Regions from separate parts of the Sus scrofa genome. Here region 1 is linked to region 2. Evidence: chromatin contacts called from public Hi-C data. All regions are on one chromosome and are shown on one strand. Each heading gives the region's core, a stretch centred on a gene start, on an enhancer-like site or on the middle of the called end of the contact. The rest is flanking DNA. Distances are from core to core; before and after follow the strand shown. Region 1 overlaps CALD1 (caldesmon). Region 2 overlaps CALD1 (caldesmon).

The links. A called contact is a pair of places that touch in the nucleus more often than the background predicts.
Region 1: a contact with region 2 is called in a Hi-C map of liver, with 3 times the contacts expected there. The contact joins two enhancer-like sites. A contact is called at or near these places in 1 of 5 promoter capture datasets (liver), 7 of 47 Hi-C or Micro-C datasets (brain, embryonic fibroblasts, liver and 1 more) and 1 of 2 datasets of contacts at active chromatin or transcription factors (skeletal muscle).

What each region holds. Positions count from the first base shown.
Region 1 is chr18:14,393,760-14,396,459 of Sscrofa11.1, reverse strand. The region is part of intron 1 of CALD1 (caldesmon); the gene reads left to right. Among named protein-coding and RNA genes, the nearest start is that of CALD1, 92 kb to the left of the region's middle. Within about 2 kb of position 1,294, at least 13 of the 83 cell types and tissues checked have an H3K27ac peak or open chromatin away from gene starts, as enhancers often do. A contact at or near this core is called in liver, where this site is marked.
Region 2 is chr18:14,337,180-14,339,879 of Sscrofa11.1, reverse strand. All of the region lies in intron 3 of CALD1 (caldesmon), which reads left to right. Among named protein-coding and RNA genes, the nearest start is that of AGBL3, 73 kb to the right of the region's middle. Within about 2 kb of position 1,254, at least 10 of the 83 cell types and tissues checked have an H3K27ac peak or open chromatin away from gene starts, as enhancers often do. A contact at or near this core is called in liver, where this site is marked.

The DNA of each region.
Region 1 (2,700 bases), core at 45-2,544, 57 kb before region 2:
ATGCAGCCACTTTGGAAAAATGTCTCAAAGTCCCTCAAACAATGGAAGAGAATTATCATATGACCCTGCAATTCCACTCCCAGGTATATATCCAAGAGAAATGAAAACATATGTCTACACAGAAATGCGTACGCAGATGTTTATAGCAGCATTATTCGTGTGAATAGCTAAAAGATGGAAACAACCTAAATGTATATCAACAGACAAATGGATAAACAAAGTGTGATAAATCCATACAATGGAATATTATTTGGCCATAAAAAGGAAGAAAGTACCAGTACCCGCTACCACATAGATGAATCTTGAAAACATTGTGCTAAGTGGAAAAACTCAGTCACAAAAGACCACATGTTATATGGTTCTATTCATGTGAAATGTCCAAAATGGGGAACTCTATATAAACAAACTATATATTAGGTAGTTTAGGGCTGAGAGTTATAGGAGAAATTGCAGTTTGGGGGGTGGCTAAAGGGTCTAGGGGGTTTAGGGGTTGATGGAAAATGTTCTAAGATGGTAATGATTGCACAACTCTGAATATACTGAAAAACGAGTGAACCATTTAAATTGTGTGGTATATGAACTACATCTTAACACTGTTATTTGAAAATAAAATAATGACTGGTAAATAATACACACTTGGAATTCCCATCATGGCTCCATGAGGACACGTGTTTGATCCCCAGCCTTGCTCAGTGGGTTAAGGATCCTGCATTGCTGTGGCTGTGGCATAGGCTGGCAGCTCCGGCTCCAGTTCTACCCCTAGCCCAGGAACTTCCCTCTATTTCAGATATGGCCCTAAAAAGACAAAATACTACTACTACTACTACTAATATACACTCAATAAAAAAATAAAGGACCCATACATAACTGTATAGGCAGAAGTGTGCCAGGAAGACTGTATCCTTTGGAAGCTTTAATATGCATAAAAATGAAGTGTACCATTTATTATCACTCCTTGGGACGCAAGCATTTAACATAATGCCTTACAAGGTCATATGAACATACATCAGTGCTTGTTGATCATGATAACGGTGGTGGTGGTGATGACAGGAACAGTTGCCCCTGCCTCGCCACAATTTTTGGGCTTTAAAAACACTACATTAGGTTTTGCCTGATGTGTGGCAATTAAACCAAAGTCCAGGTGCAGGTACATCATGATTCTGTGAAGAGAAAGATTGCATTTTTCTTAGGAATCAATGTTCCGTATGTTTGTAGCCACAGGAAGCTTATCAAACCCTGACGTCAGCTACTTTCCCATGAGAAGTACAGAAATTTCATAATAACCATAAATTACTTTCACTTTCCTACTTGCTTCAGACAAGTAGAGAACTTTCCCTAACATTTAAAAACAAACATCTGACCCTCACCCTGCCATGGACACATTCTTATTGCTTCGCTGACCTTCACCCTTCCTCACAAAATTCAGTATCATTCTTCTATCAACAATTGAAAAATCTTGGCCAGCGCAAATAGTTTCATGGATTATTCTTAATTCAAAAATTGTCCAAGAAAAAATAACAAAGGCTGCAGCAAATAGGCACCGTTTTAAGACATCAAAGCCCTTCTTTTGTACTATTATGTGATCTCGCTCAGTTCTAATAGAATTTTTTTTTCCATCTTCATATTTGTACAAAATTGGCTCCTCTGAGAACAAAAATCTAACCTATATCCATGGATTTCCATGAAATTTGCAGGGGAATTCAAAAAAATTTCCTTGGCTACCTTTGCTAGTCCTGGCCACCTATTATAACCACACAGCCTGTCTTCTTCCACAATTCCATGCTGCTTTCAAAGGAAAGACCTAGGTCCAACCCAACTGAATAGTGTAAAGTTTTAACGAACTGTGAATCTGTTTGTTGCCGAATGCCAAAAGCATTCTTGCTTTCATTGAATAATTGATTTTTTTTCTTGAGTTATAAGAACAATTTCTTTAATCCTTCACTTTATGCAGTCTGGTTGGTAGCTAAATTTCTAACATAGTATCATATTAATACACCTTGTCCCTCTTATCTACTAATTTATACAAGGAGATGTGCATACCCACTGTGCCTAATTCCATAGTAATATGAAAACTATATCCTCTGAAAATCAAGAGATTCTCCCACAGACATAAAAATTTACACTGAAACACAAGCATGCTATACACAAATGTTACTCAGGATACACAGGCAAACACTTAAGTGGAAACATACAGTTGCAACAAGTAAAGACAAAACCGAGCGAGGACTTGATGCACATGGAGGCACTGGAGCTAGATTTGGGAAGAGCAGTGGTTGAGAGTGACGAGGAGGACCTGTGGTTAGTAAGCGAGGGCCTGAATGCACTGTGAGGTTTCACGACATCCTACGATGATCAGTAGTCCCTGTATTTGAATTGCTTTGGTACGGGCCACTTGCAAAAACATTCAATATTTCCCTTCTAAGATACAGTAAGCCAAAATATATATATGAAAAGTTCACTAAGTCATTGGTAAATAATCCAGTGTTGACTTTTAATTTAGAAATAACTGGCCAAATTGATCCCAGCCTTCCCCACGACAGTTTTCCTCCTGTGGATACATTGATGGGTATTACCTTTTTGTGTTCTCTCATTGTTTGTCTTTCTTCTTCTGATTTTATTTTCCTACTAGTGTAATATATGACTAGGGATATTGAATTTTCATGATTTTATATGTTTTGAGCTCATAAATTCCTTTTGGTT
Region 2 (2,700 bases), core at 5-2,504:
CTGACCATCTGACTGTGACAGAACAAGACCGCGAGCACATGCTATTGATCAGAGTGTTGTTCAGATAGCAGGCTCCAAAGTTGAGGATCCTGGAATCTTGGAATGTTCAAGCTAGAGGGGCCCCTAGGGTTGTTTGCTGTATTGCTCTGCTTCTATAGACAGGGCTGTGCACCTCAGAGGGGCAGCTCAGCTGACCCAAAACCAGAGGACAGTCAGTAGCCGGGAAGCCAGGGTCTTTGTACTCACAGGCAACAGCCCTTTTCACGATGGCGTTTATGAGGTTTGGAAAACTCGCTGGATCTTGGAAAAAGGTACCGCACAAGAGTAAGAACACCAGATGGCCTTTCAGTAAATCTGTCCCATTTTAGGGAGTTTTGGCATGGATTCAGCATGACAATTGTTGTTCCAGTTGTTCCAGCATTTGTGCAACAGTTCGCCAAATAAACAGGAACTCAACGGGGTCCTAAAAATGAGACCCATGTCCACTTATATTAGCAAATCTCTTGGGTGACAGTTTCTGTGAGTGTGAATGCGCAAAAGGCTGTTGGAGGTAATCTATACAGTCCTGAGGTTATCATAGTGGTTGGGGGTTTTTACTTTTTTGGCAATTTACTGTTACAGATCATTCTGTTACGTAAAGGAGGTATTCTGATTTTGGGGGTGGTTTTGTATCTAGAGCTTCTCATTTGATTGCAGACCCCAGTCAACGCCCATTCCTCACCCCCAACCCACCCCCCCGTTGCTCTCTATTGCCCCCAACCCTATTACTCCACCAGAACTTCTTTGCAATCCTAGGTCTCCGTGGAATTTTAGAAACCCCATTCTTGTAATGCCTCCATTTCAGAAAAGGAAACCAAGGCATGTGGAGTGAGGGGCTTGTCCAGTGTTCACAACTGGCCAACCACAGAGCTTAGAAGGAAGGCAAAGAGGCCAGTGGGGGGAGGGGGTGCGAATTCCAGCTTCTGTTTTTTTTTTCCTACTCCATCATGCCCACGATCTATCAGTTTACTTTCTCCGTGTCTCTCCACTCACTCTGTCATTCCCTGAATTTCAGCAGTTATTGCCTCCTACCTAGACGATTGCAGTTGCCTTCTATCTGGTCTTGGCTTCAGGCTCTCTCCCCTTTCCAGTCCTGTCCCATCTCGCCCTCCTGTCCCTCAGCTTTGAAGACAGAGCCCACTCTCCTCAACATGGCATTCGAGGTCTCCACAGTCTGTCTGCCTTTAATAGCCCTTCCCATTTGGACCTCCCCCTGCTCTGACCAAATCACGTCACTCGCTGGTTCCCAAACTCATGTCCAAGCCACCTTCCTTCCTTGGCTCACTCTTTCCTCTGTGGGGAACACTCCGTGCGCCTTAGTTTCCTCGTCTGAAATGGAGGCATTCAACAAGACTGGGGTTTCTGAAGGGTTCCACGGAGACCAACGAAGTTTTGGTGGAGTGGGTAGGGCGACATGGAATAGAGAAGAGGCAGGGTGGCATAGAAGTGAGCAATGCGGGTTACAGTAAACATTAGAGGCTCAGAGTTCTTGTTGTGGCTCAGCAGTCGTAAACCTGACTAGTATTTCAAGAGGCTGCAGGTACGATCCCTGGCCCTCCTCAGTGGGTTGAGTATCCGGCGCTGCAGTGTAGATCGCAGATGTGGCTTGGATTTGGCGTGGCTGTGGCTGTGGCATAGGCTGGCAGCTGCAGCTCTGATTCAACGCCTAGCCTGAGAACTTCCATATGCGACAGGTACAGCCCATAAAATGAAAAATTTTTAAAAACAAAAGGAAAGAAATTAGAGGCTCTAGCTTACCTGTTCCTGACTTCCTTTCTGTCCTTCAAGGTCCTGATCAAATGCTACTTTCCACCACAAGACTTCCTCAGCTCCCCTTTTCTCTCCACACTAATAACTTTTGCCTATCCTTCTGTTTTTCACCTTGAACTAAAGTTAAGTGAGCATCGGTGAGCTTGCTTGTCCTCCTGCAATAAATGGGAATTCATTTGAGGGCAGGGACTATTTTGAATCTCTGAACCTTCAACTTCTAACATGGTACCAATGCTCAGAAAATATCCATTAGCATTCCCATTATTGGATAAACCAAACTCAATTCATCTAAGTTCACTTTTCACTGGACTCATTTGAACACACAAAGCTTCTGCACCTTCTGCTTAGGAAGAAGTATTAGGTTAAATGCCAAAACAGATGCCCAACAAAATGAGTTCTAAATTCCTTTCCATTTGCATCAGATAATTTATTTCAGTTTCATCACCTACAGAGCAAGACTGACAGTGTTTTTTTTATGAGGTGCATTAAAATTCCTGAATGCCAAGACCTACCCAGAGCCATGTTATTTTCAGGGGTAGGTGTGAAAGGCTGTTCAGTTCTTTAGTTTTCAGGGTGTTGCTTAATTTGTTTCTGGTAAGATTATTGAGAGATTCTGTCACTTGCAGTCTAATATCTTCACCACTTCCATACTTTCTCATTTTCCCAAAGCCTTAGTGAAGTCTTCTTGAGTCAGGATTTTGGATTTCTTGTAAATAGCCATGCTTTTGTCCATTAAGAGTTAAATTTCTCATAAGGTGTGCTTTTATATATCCTGAGGATGAAAAAGTTTTGTTCCTGTGACATATTTTGTAACAAATGTGGAAGGGGATATAAATTTTTAAACCATGGAATCAAAGAAATGTAGGAAATTATTTAGTTCATCCCACTGGT